Linked DNA regions of Mus musculus: region 1 is linked to region 2. Evidence: chromatin contacts called from public Hi-C data. All regions are on one chromosome and are shown on one strand. The core of a region is the stretch at or near the end of the contact, and the rest is flanking DNA. Distances in the headings are between cores, read along the strand shown. Region 1 has its middle 28 kb from the start of Gm46013. Region 2 holds the start of Bnc1 (basonuclin 1).

Region 1 (6,267 bases), core at 1,994-4,493, 48 kb before region 2:
GTCATCGAGAGGAGGGAGCCTCAATTAAGAAAATGCCTCCATAAGATTAGGCTGTAGGGCCGGGCGTGGTGGCATACACCTTTAATCCCAGCATTCGGGATGCAGAGGCAGGCAGATTTCTGAGTTCGAAGCCAGCCTGGTCTACAGAGTGAGTTCCAGGACAGCCAGGGCTACACAGAGAAACCCTGTCTTGAAAAACCAAACCAAACCAAACAAAACAAAAAAAAAAAAAAAAAAGAAAAAAAGATTAGGCTGTAGGCACGCCTATTGATACTTTCTTAATTAGTGATGGTGGGTGGTACCACCCTGGGCTGGAGTTCCTAGGTTCTATAAGAAAGTAGTCTGAGCAAGCCACAGGGAGCAAGCCAGTAAGCAGCACCCCTCCATGACCTTCATATCAGCTCCTGCCTCCAGGTTCCTGCCCTGTTTGAGTTCCTGTCCCGACTTCCTTTGATGATGAACAGTGTTGTGGGAGCATAAGCCTTTCTTCCCCAAGATGGTTTGGTTGTGGTGCTTCATCACAGCAATGGTAACCCTAGCTGAGCCACAAATGCTGTCCACCATGGGAAGCTCACAGCCTTTAGCTGTGAAGGCTTTATCAAAGCTGCTTCAGTGGTTTTGACTGTCATTATGTCACAATTCTCCATGATGAGAAGTTAAGTAAAACTTATTTTATTTAGATTTCTCTGACAAAGCACTTATCACCTCTGAGGCTTTCCCATGCTTCCGAGGCAGACCCCACTATTGCGGACTGATACTTGTGTGGCCCTGGACTCGCGGATTGAAGCCACAGCCTCCAGTGAAGTTTACAGGACGTGACGGCATTGTTTAGTCTGACGTGAGAGACTCCATATGAAGTTTTAGAAAGGAAAGCTTTGAATCAGGAGGTTGTGGCCATTTTAAAGCCAAATCTTTACCATCGTTTATATTGAAATTTTTTTTCATGAAATTTCAGCTCTTTAGGGAAAGGGGCTAGTTTGTTCAAGTTCGTTCTCAGAATTTGTCTCCTCAGATATGCAAGTGATTCAGTACTTATAAAGGACATCCAAACCTGGACTCTCTGTCAGTCTTGGTTCTGTTGTGAAGTCATTAAGAGAGTCTTCTATCAGGCTGGAGAGATGGCTCAAGCACTGGATGCTCTTCCAGAGGCCATGAGTTCAATTCCCAGCAACCACATGGTGGCTCACAACCATCTGTGATGAGATCTGATGTTCTCATCTGGTGTGTCTGAAGAGAGCAACAGTGTACTCACATACGTAAAGTAAATAAAGAAATATTTTAAAAGGGGGGTGAGTTTTCTATCACTAAAACTGAAGCAGAAAATGAGTTTTCTGTAATTATGGTCAAAGACTGGGAAGAAATGTATGACTGACACAGAACTGGAGAGTTCTATTTGAAGTGTAAGGTTTCTAACATCTGGGGAGAACTTAAGAGAGTGCAGAGCCCATGCTAGGGTAGAGAATGGTTTCATCTCACAAATGTAGTCACAAATGTAGATTGTGATAGCTAGGATTTCAGGCATGAAACCCGTCTATGTCGACACTGTGGCTCAACTGGAAAGTACTGAGGGTCGACTGGCGATGTCTGCTTTGGACACAGGAAGGAAGAGTGAAAACACATAGGACAGGACCAAGGGGAGAGGGGCAAGACTGAGAAGGAGAATGACCTGGATGTTAAAAAACAACAACAAAACAGAGGTTAATTTTACTTAATTTCCCCACAAAGAAATAAATGATCCTGTTTTATCATAGCTCTAAGAGTTTCTAACGGGGATAACAGTGATCAGTGATTTCCACGTGAGTGACTCCACCCCGTGGGAATAGGTGAGGCTGATGTTTGAGCTCTTCAGGTAGCCACCCACAACCTGCGCAAACGGCTCGGTGTTAATATTTAATTTCAGTTCTTTTTAATAAAGACATATTCAGAAGCTCGCATCAGCTGCCTGATGAAAATGTCCATGGTTCTCTGTGCCAACTTAAGCACAATGTAAATATTTATTTTCAAGGAGTCCAAATTGCAAAGGAAATGTTAAGAATGGTTTTCCAAGGAGAGGAAAAGGTCTGGGCTAGAATGGGAAGTCAGTTCCCTGCATAATATTTGCCAGTTGCTCTATTGTCAGCCGGATTAATCCAGACGAGAATCCAAACGTCTTCAGCAAACAGGCATGCCTAGCCTCTGTCAGTGCCTTGTAACATCAGTACCGGGGAAGGAGAATCTTTATTGGACCTCACAGCTAGATTTCAACCTCCCTCTAGGTCACCTTTGCTCCGGGGTCCTCACACCCAGCTCCCTCCCTTGCTGCTTGTGGACCACCGGATGCACTCACAGTTTTCCACCCCTGGGCACATGATTTTTCCGTCCACGTAAAATTATCTAGAAATGTCCCCTTTATTGCAGAGTCCCTTCCTGCTCAACTTCTCAGCAAAATCAATTTTTTTTTTCTTAAGACAGGTTTCTCTGTGTAGCTCTGGCTACCCTGAAACTCCCTCTATAGATCAGGCTGGCCACAAACTCAGAGGTCCACCTACCTCTGCTTCCTGAGTGCTGAGATTAAGGATTTTGAGCCAGCTCAAAATCAATTTGTTATTCTCCATCCCCCACCCCACCCCCGTCCCCCAGTGTGAAGGGTCCATAAGAGGGTTTAGGATCCCCTAGAACAGGAATGGTAAGCTGCCACACGGGTATCAGGAACTGAACCTTGGTCCTCTGAGAGAGCAGTAAGCACTTATCAGCTTGGTCACCTCTCCAGCCACAGAAAATGTTTTAAATCACACCTGTACTGAATACGCACAGACTCTTTCCTATGTATTGCCTAAGCAACACACAACTATCTAGTACTTACATTTGATTATATAGTGTATAATGAGTGACCTAGAAACTATATTAAAGCCCATGGGAAAACACTCAAATAATAAAAAAATAAAAAATAAAAAATAAAAAATAAAAATAAAATTAATGTAGGAGAATATATATCGGTTAGATGCAAACACTGTGCCATTCTACACCTTGGAATTACGCATCAGATGTTCAGGTATCAGTGGAACCATGGGCGGAGCACCTCACAAATACCAAGGGATGACTATGTTTCATTTCCCCCAAAGGTTTTCCCTCCACTCTGTTTCCCAGTGCCTTTCTAACGCGCCTGGTATGACTCTCATCAAGCTGGATTAATACGAGGTACTCACACGCAAGACTCATCACTCCCTAGAGAGGTCAAGCCATCTGAGGGCAAAAGAGTGACTTTCCTTGTCCTCATTTCCTCCCAGCCCTGTTTCCTCTCTGTCACACTTGGCATGCTTATGTGGTGATCATAGGCTTCCTCCATGGGAATTCTTAAATACAACTGCATCGAAGACTCTGCTTTGCCTTCTCGATGAAGGAGAAATCTCAAGTGGAGAAAAAAATGGACAGGTTTAACTGCGTTTTTGTTTGTTTGTTTGTTTGTTTGTTTATGAGACAGGGTTTCTCTGTGTAGCTCTGGCTGTTCTGGAACTCACTCTGTAGACCAGGCTGGCCTTGAACTCAGAAATCCACCTGCCTCTCCCTCCCAAGTACTAGGATTAAAGGCGTGCACCACCACCACCCAGCTTAACTGCATTTTTAAAAACTCTGAGGAGTCGAATAGATTTCTTTTCTCAAGAAAGTCTTTTTCAAGACCCAATTCCAAAAATAAAGATGGTCAATAAAAAAAAAAAGTCAACACATTGGCAATTTATTCAGAGAATCTGTTTGAAAACAAGTATACAATATGTGCCAGGCTATGTAGTACAGAAATATAAATTATAAAATTATAAATTGCAAAGGCTGATGGGATATTCTTATGGAGTGATGTTGAGAGTAAAGTACACACAGGCTATCATATCACAGGTAGATTGGCATAGAAAGCAGTTACTTCAGGGGATGGAGAGATGACCCGGCAGTTAAGAGCTTCTGTTATTCCTGCATGGTACACTTCCCAGCACCTGCATGACTGCTCACAATCATCTGTTTTGGGTGACCTGGCGGTCTTTTCTGGATCCCTTGAGCACCAGGCAGGCACACAGTACACAGACAACCCCAATGGCATAAATAAAAACACATATAAATAAAAACAAATCTTTGAAGAATACATACTCAAAAGTGAAAAAAAAATAAAGTGCACTTTTATTTTGAAGAAAGAGTTATGGGTAATTAGATGCTTTTTCTTTATTATTGTTGGTTATGTGATGCAGCTGGGGAGGGGAGACACTAAAGGAAGTGGTCACTAAACAAGCTATCAATGAACCTAACACACAGCTTAGGGGCTTAGATGAACCACCTGCGGAAGGCCTCTCTTGGTCAACATCCTAATTTTGAATTCTCATGTATGTCCTTAAAGAGATGAAAAAGGAGTCTATTAAAGGTTTCCACTTCCAACAAGAGCAGGCTAGCTTATTGCCAACAGATACTAAGATCTACTAGAGAACCAGGATAAGTCAATCCCAGGGGGTGAGCAAGAGTTGTTGCAGGCAGCAGGCTGTGGAGTTCAGCTCCTGCAGTGCAGGCGGGCAGGCCTCGGGAGGTGACCCTGGAGAAGCCCACTGCAACAGAAGGCATCGAAGGGCCACTCAGTAGCAGGTAGCAGTCGGTCAGGCCCAGGGAGAAGGAACATGTCGACACCAATGCAGAAGATGAGTGATACACCGAGAATTTCATTTGAACCCCTGAGTCAGTGACTCTAGGAGCAAGGGAGAAGCTTGGAAATAGGAGGCCACTCACAAAGCTTAGGATTGTGTCATAGTAAGAAATACTAACACACTGCTCAGAGCAGTGACTGAGGGACTAAGTGGACCAGCAGTAAGCAGTGGATTGGAAAGATCTGAAGACACATGATCTGAGGACACAAGTGCACAACACACACACACACACACACACACACACACACACACACACACACAAATGTGCAGTCTCACACTTCTGAAGTTTAACTCCTTAGACTGCTTCCTAAACAGCTCTTGCTTGAAAGCCCTCCCTGCTCTGGTACTTACTTACCCTGGTTCTCTAGTCAGTCTTAGCATCTATGGACAATAAGCTAGCCTCCTTTGTGGGAAATAAAAAACCTTTTAAGAGATGCCTTTCTCATCTCTTTAAGGACATATTTGAGAAGTTAAAATGCACAAGATTAAGAAGACGTTGACCCCAGGTGGCTCACCTGAAGAATATCTGTGTGTGAATATAGGCACATATGTGTTCTCCTGCACATGAGGAGGTCAGAGGATACCATCCACTGCCAGTTCACTCCTTCCGCCTTGATAAAGACAGGGTGTCTTGTTTTCCACTGCATACACTAGGGTAGCTGGCCTGTAAGCTTTCAGGGATTCTCTGTCTCCTCCTCCATCTTGCCATAGAGACCCTGGGATTACAGACACGTGCTACTGCATCCAACTTTACATGAGTGATGTATGTCAACATTTGGGCCCACACATGCGGCATGAGCCATCTTCTCCAGTACTAGAGTACCTATTCTTTTCAAGGGTACACAGGACACTTTATCAAAATTGATTTTGTAGTATAAGAACAAAACAGTAAATCTAAGTGAATTTCAAAATCTTTATTATATAAGATATATTCTAATATTATAATAAAATAACATACATCTATGAAAATATAACAATAAAACCCTCAAATATTTAGGTGTTAAGTAACCAGGCTGTTCTCAAACTCACAAAGATCCATCCTTCTTCTTCTGCCTCTGCCCCTCTGCCCCTCTGCCCCTCTGCCCCTCTGCCCCTCTGCCCCTCTGCCCCTCTGCCCCTCTGCCCCTCTGCCCCTCTGCCCCTCTGCCCCTCTGCCCCTCTGCCCCTCTGCCCCTCTGCCCCTCTGCCCCTCTGCCCCTCTGCCCCTCTGCCCCTCTGCCCCTCTGCCCCTCTGCCCCTCTGCCTCTCTGCCTCTCTGCCTCTGCCTCTGGAATGCTGTGATTAAAGGCATGTACCACTGCTACTTGGCTAAGGCTAGTATTGAACTCTTGAGATCAAGCCATTTTCCTGCTTCAGTTTCCAAAGTGCTGAGATTACAAGTGTAAACTACCCCACAAAGTATATAACTTCCAAAATTATACAGACACCAAATAAATACCATAGTGCAAATAACTAAATATTTTATGTCTTAATGGTGTATGATGCCACAATATGTGGGCTACAACCTAAACTATGGATAAAGGAAGTTTACAAATTTAAATGCATTTAATGGGAAATTTTTAAAAAGGTCAATTATCTGAAGGGTAATTGTCTTAGTCAGGGTTTCTATTCC
Region 2 (6,623 bases), core at 1,569-4,068:
ATTGGGGATCATAGCACATCTACTCTGAGAAAGGACTCAGAGACAAGAGGGACCCAATCTGGTCCCTTGTCCTTCAAGAGCCGACTCTTGTTTCCTTAAGATCACAAAGATTTGTTTTGTGTCTTCTTAATTTTTGCTCTTTTTAATAGATTGGGTTTTAAAAATTCCTGGCAGGGTTGGGGATGCATTGTTTTACTCCTTGCTAAGAGAAGAAACTAGACACAAAGGGAAAAGAGCAAGGCTGGATTTCAAAAGGAAATGCTGAGGTTTAGGTTTGAGAGAGCAATGTGAAGGGCCAGGGATAGACACACTCATTTGCCAGATGAGGATGGCTGAGGTCGAGAGAGGGGGCGAGCTGTGCCAGATCCCTCTGCTGATGAGAAAATGAAAAGGGAAGCATGGTCTGTGCCATCTTCACCCAGCCTGCACCACATGCCTTCCTCTAGCCACAAGTGGCTTCTTTCTCCCTGTTTCTGAGTATCTGTTTCCAAGAGGTGGTAGAGAGAAGCCAGCCCATTAGCTCAGTAGAGTGTGCTAAGAGCGATTTCAGAAGCCACGTTGTATTGTAAGATATGTTATTCTAAAAGAACCTTCGGGAGATTGATTAGTAATTTTCATCTAGACCTATTCATTCCCTGTAGGTAAAATGTAATACATTTTGAGAGAGGCAGCCTGTTTTCATGTGTTCAAACCCATCCCAAATCGTCCCTGTGTTTGTAAGCAGGAATAAAGTTAACACGTTGACTCCAGTATCTGTCACTGGTGGAAGGCTTTACTAAATCATTTGCAATGAACACAAACTTTGAAAAACATTTAGAATATTTAAATGGACCATTTACTGGGATTTAGACATTTTGGTGCATGTATAACAAGGAAATATAAATGTTCTAAACTTCTACAAGAGTTAGTTAATTAATTTAGTTAATAAAAATAAGCTCTACATGTAGTAAGAGAGATTATTTTATTTAGCTTGCCAGCCTGAATTTAGAGGTGGTTTCAGGTCCACTTTTACAGATCAGAAAAGGGAGACCGAATTGGCTAGCTTCCTCCAGCAGTTTCCACTTGTTGAGAACAAGCCCAGGTCACTCTAACTCCTAAGCAAGTGTCCTGTCAGCTACAGCAACTCATTGCACAGAATCCACTAAGATGTGCAATGGCCAAGAAATTAGGACAAGGAAACACCTCTAGGCTTCAAAATGCAGTAAGCATGGAGGGAGGCAGAAACAAGTGAAGGGTGCAGAAATATGTGGAGTGGAGGCCTGGTGGGTCAGGGAAGGCTTCTGAGCCAGGGACACAATCCTCTCTGAAGAGAACACCTTGAAACAATAGCCACAAAAGAAAGGACCAGAAGAAAGGCCTAAAACGTTGGGTGGTGTGGTGGACTGTAGCTGTTTGGGAAAGAGCAAACAGAAGGTAACCAACCAGTTTAGCTTGGTCATTAATAAAACAAGGCTTCATAATGAAGTTTGCCATGTGGCAATATTAATGCGCATCTCCAGGTCAATGTTATCGCAATGGCTAGGCAACTTCATGCCTGCAAGGAAAAGTACCACCAGGTAGACCCAGAACAGGCACCTGGGGGAAATCCAGGTGTCCAGTTTCCGGACCCCGTGCAGCACAGATGCCCACACTTTTTTTTCTGTCATGTGTCCTGTTCTCACCTTTCCCCCCTCTGAAGCCTGTTGTCAGCACGTGGGGTAACTGGCATCCTGTCTTCTGTTTGCAACTCTTTCTTTGTCCCGGCATCTCTGATTTGTGCAGGACTGTGTTCCCTTTTCAAGGACGCCCACCAGCAGCGAAGCAGGTGCAACAAATTGGGGGAAAAAAAAAGAAAAAAAAAAAAAAAAAAAAGAAACAGGACCTGCCACTCCAAGTCTAGGCTCTCTTACTTCTAAAAAGGACAGACCCAAAAAGCCAAACACTTTGGCCTCTCTTCAGGTCTCAGGTCCCGCCCTGCCCAAGAGCTATATAGTAAAACCTGGTTCTGTTTCACACCAGCTGTGGACAATCTTCCCCTGTTCTTAGGGCCGAAGGATTCTTTTTCTTTGTCCTCAGGCCCCGGAAAGCAGGTTCTCCTGGCGAGCCCCTCCCCATCGGCTCCCAGGGGACGAAACTCTTGTTTGATTTATCACTTCATCTCCGTGTCTCCTTAGAACCTAGTTAAGTCTAATCCCGCTTTCCAACTCTGAGAGCGAAGTCACCTGTCCCAGGCAAGCGGTAACACCGGGACTTTAACACAGAGCACACAAGAGACCGGGGTGTTTGAGTTCCCAATCAAGCCTCCACGACCCGACCCAAGTCCCCACATCTGTGGAAATAAAAAGTTCCCGGTGGGGGCGGGGGCAGTGCAGCCTTCTGCCTGGTCCACACCGGGACCCGAGGCGCCTCCGGGGGAGGCGAGGGAGGCTGCATCAGCCCGAGAGAGCAGAGCCAGGGAACTTCAGAGAGCGTTTCGCCCTCGCCGGGGAGAGGCAAACACCGACACGTCTGTCTCCTTCTCAACAAGTGCCTTCAAGCCCGCCGGGGGCAGACACCTCCGCGCCCGCGGCCGCCGAGGTCTCCGCTGTGCGCGGGGGGCCGCGGCCTGGCCTCAACCGAGGCGACTCTGCGTGGCCTCCCCACACCCCCTCGAGCGTCGCCCGCAGCCCCCGGCGGCCGGAGTAGGGGCGCGGGGCGGGGCGAGCGGAGGGGCGGACCCCGGGGCGCGGGGCGGACGCGAGGGTGCACGAGGGGCGCAAGGGCCGGCGCGGTCACCCGGCGCCGCGGGGAGCCGCCCACTTCTCCTGCGCAGGGGGGGCGGGGGTGGCCCAGACGGCCAGAGCGTGGATGCGGCGGTCGCCGAGCCGGGGCGGACGCGGAGCGGCCCGGGCAGGGGACGCGCGCCGGGAAGGCCGGCTCCGCAGCGGCTGCAGGATGGCTGAGGTAAGCGGTCGCGCGGGCGACGGGCGCGGGGCCGCCCTACGAGGGCCACCTGCTCGTCGTCGGCGCCGTGTGTGCGTCCCGGGAGGCCGAACTGCAGTTCCTCGCAGCCTGTGCCCGGTCGCAGCGAGGTGACCCGTGAGCGGCGCCCCGTTTCTCTTACACCCCAGAGCCCCTGTCCAACCGCTGTTGGCGCAGGGACGTCCATCTGTCTGGTATTTCAAGCCGTGACCTTCGGTCATCCCGGGAGGAGAGTCGCGGAGACGCCCGAGGGGCGTGGAGGGGGCGCCGGTCCCCTGAGGGACAAATCCTTGCTTTTTTAAAAGGGAAGAGACAAAAGACCAAAAGCGCCGCAAACCGTCAGCTTAGTTAGACGTGTCTGAAGAGGACGGATGCTCGCAGTTGAACCGCGCTGAAGGAGTGCGTTGGTTTGCCGGCGTTCCGCCTGGCTTGTCGAGCGTGGGACAGTGAGGGGTGTTCGTGCCCTCCGGTCGCTCAGGGACTTGGAGGAGCGCATCCGGATGCTGATGGGGAAGCCAGAGGGCCAAGGTCCAGTCTCTTTGGAGATGGTTTACCTGAGAGTGACAGGAAGGGATCCTGGCAATGCAGAGGTGAGGTGCTTAGTGGCCCAGTGACTGTCCACCCCGCAGCGGGGTTCCAGCCGGGCGTACCCCAGCATCCGCTTCGGGTGTCCGCTGTCCACGGGCGCTGCTTCCCCAGGGGAGCCCCTTAACCCTACTGGCCTCACGACTTCGGATAAACTCCTGGGGATTTGTCAGCCAGATGTGACAAGATTGGAGAGGCAAGTGAGAGAGATCTGATATCAATCAGTACATAGCTCGGAGCCAAACTTTCTCAAATGCGGTGTAGAAACATGTTCTTCTCGTTTAAGGCATCTCTTTGTGGCTGTGGGGCTGCCACCAGCCTGAGTTTGACAGTTAAATGGAATGCCAACTAGCAGCCTTAATTGTATGAGTGAAGTTGTATGCAGTGCGGGGGGGGGGGGGAAGATCAGACACTCTGGGGTTCGGTAATGTCCCCTAGTTTTATGGCTAGGCTCACCGCAGACCTCTGAAGATGAGGGCATTTAAATCGGGCCAGACGCCTGGTCACAGCCAGGCCTCTGCTGTTAACACTTAAGGGGCTTGAAAGAGGCCCCACTGGTGTCCTGGGAATCCCTGTCAGAGTGTGTGTGTGAGAGAGAGAGAGAGAGAGAGAGAGAGAGAGAGAGAGAGAGAGAGAGAGAGAGAGAGAGAGAGAGAGAGAACCTGTTACTGCATGGAAACACAGAACAGATATATCAACAATAAGAAGTAAATTTTTCTTATTAAAGCAACAAGATTTTGGTGTGACAGTATAGGTGAACTGAAAAACAGCATTTTGGCAAATCTTTTTTGGCAGTCTGTTTTTACTTGCTCGTTGTCTTCACTGTGCTGTTAGATTTCATGGGATCTTTTCGAATTTAACAGAGGTTTAGTTTACAAATTGATGTTTGTGCGTTAAAACTTTTGTTAAGTAGTGAAACATGTAACTTTCTCATTCGCCCCTCCCCAAATTTGTTGATGCATATTATTATACCTTTCTTAAAATTGTATGCATCAAAGTGTAATTTTGCACATTACTTCAAGTGTTACAATTTGTGCTGTATTTTATTTTTCTTTTAAAATAGATACAGACAGCTGCCCTTCTTTCTCTGGAGAATTTTAATAACTGTTCTTTTTAGCATACTTTCAGATAGTTAAAAAATATGACTCATTATCTTATTTATTGTTGCAAGTTCACAAACTTCAGTTTTACAGAAACTGTAACTGTCTCCACTCAGGTGTTGACTGTGTTCTGTTGTAGCTGAATCCTCAGACACTTTGATGGACTCTTTTAAGGTGTGAGCTCCTCAGAGTTTGAGAACTCAGATTGTGTTCAGACAGCTGCATAACTTAATTTGTACTCTCATGTCCACCCATGCAGACTGGTAAGGATTCCCTGGAGCTCTGTCTGTCACAGAGAAAATGGTTACTAGTTTGAATAACCTGCCCATGAATATTTCCTAGGATACACACACACACACACACACCAGTGATCCAGTGATCTGTGCACCTGGGTTGGAATTCACATAAGAAATCTTAGCTCACATAAATCCATTGCCTTAGAAATATATGGTTTATACAGAGGATGATTTGGTTTTTATGACCTTTCCCCTAGAAGAAGTTAGACCTGTATCCCAGGCCCATACTCATATTTTATACCTCAGATCATCAGCTTGGAAAAGTGACCCTGCCCTGTGGTGAGAAAAAGCCATCTAGTTTTCCTCACACAACAAATAATTGTCTCTTAAGCACACACTTGTCACTTCGGGATGCCAAGAAATGTGAGGGAACGTTTTAAAACTTTGTTAGTAAAATGAAACTGCAGTACCAAGGGGCCAGAAATGTCTTTGAGCTTCTGTATATGGCTTTGGAAGTTATTTTGACGGTGGCCATTAAGAGGAGTTGCCCTGAAGGCTTGCAAGGTAAATTACTTGCAGGAGGAGTGTGCTTCACCCCAGGGTGGATTTTCTCCTCTACAGATGTCACTTAGAGTGAGGTAGTTACTTTTGTCAGACACAGTCTGGTTAGAAAGAAACTAGAAATGCCATTCCCCCAGGTTCTCCAATCTGATGATCTGACGTGGCTCTGGCTTTGCTAAGATCAAGGTTTAGGAAGTCATAGGCTCTTTTTGTCCTTTCCCTTATTGTATGTCAGTAAAGATCATGACTGCTTGTCTACTGTTGGTGACTTTTTTGTGGGATGTTCAAGATAACTGGGGGTGGCACAGAAGCAGCGTCAGGAAGTGCTGGGACCCTCCTCCCTTGTTAGTTGGTTTCTAGCAGAAACCCTTCTTTCTTATCTCATCATCCTTTGAAGTCTTTTCTCCCTCCTTCTGGAGTTTCCAAGATTGCAGTGTGGCACTCCCGCTCTCTATATCCACCCGTATGCCTCTTTTAGCCAAGGAAGCTGAGTCCAAACACAAAGCAGCCCTGTTTCTCCAGAGTCCAGTTTGGGGCCTCCTCAGCCATACATAGTTACTTGGAAAAAAAGCTCTCTCGGTTCCTGTCCACACACGGGCCGTTTATTATAAATCAACCTAACCAATTGTAAAAGGGCTCTAGCTTAGAGGCGATCCCCATTTCTCTCCACTAATGTAAAGGAAGGGAGAGGTTGGGAAAATAAGATGTAAAAGCTGGGCTGGAGCAGACCTGTGTAGAGCAGAATGCTTACCTTAGGGGAACTCTAATTTACACTTTTAACTGTTCTTCCCATTCATTATATTGATGCGGCTGTCCCTTCCTGCGGATTGTGTGAGCATTTCATGTACTGGAATGTGGGAAACGGTTTTCTGCTCTTTCCCAGCTTCTAGAGACGGCATTGTCCCTCCGTAGCCTTCCACCTGTTTCTGGAATTATTATGACATTCAAGCTTTCTTACCTCCCAACTGTAACATTTCAGGATGCACTATGCTGGGTCTTAAGGTGGGGGTGGAATGGCAGAAATAACTGAATTTGAGTTTATCTTGACAAAAAAGTTGTTTTTTAGTTCCCTTTGAATCCTTAAAATGGTTTTATTTAAATAATGTTCATTCACACTTGGCTTTTACATCATCATCAGTAATAAATTTGTGTGAAGTATTTAAACTACCTTAACTAAAATTTTGAAGTGTTTTTTAATTCC

The links. Hi-C and Micro-C count contacts between places; a contact is called where the count stands out from the background.
Region 1: a contact with region 2 is called in a Hi-C map of morula, with 1.6 times the contacts expected there. The contact joins the enhancer-like site here to the promoter of Bnc1 in region 2. A contact is called at or near these places in 3 of 39 promoter capture datasets (frontonasal cranial neural crest, macrophages and pre-B cells), 4 of 484 Hi-C or Micro-C datasets (B cells, morula, nephron progenitors and 1 more), 1 of 115 datasets of contacts at active chromatin or transcription factors (forebrain) and 1 of 9 other capture datasets (adipose tissue).

What each region holds. Positions count from the first base shown.
Region 1 is chr7:82,037,612-82,043,878 of GRCm38.p6, reverse strand. No RefSeq gene overlaps it. Among named protein-coding and RNA genes, the nearest start is that of Gm46013, 28 kb to the right of the region's middle. Within about 2 kb of position 3,243, at least 3 of the 459 cell types and tissues checked have an H3K27ac peak or open chromatin away from gene starts, as enhancers often do. A contact at or near this core is called in morula, where this site is marked.
Region 2 is chr7:81,988,494-81,995,116 of GRCm38.p6, reverse strand. It overlaps Bnc1 (basonuclin 1), which reads left to right and starts at 2,818. Exons shown (of 5, transcript NM_007562.2): 1 at 2,818-2,922. The coding sequence starts at 2,827.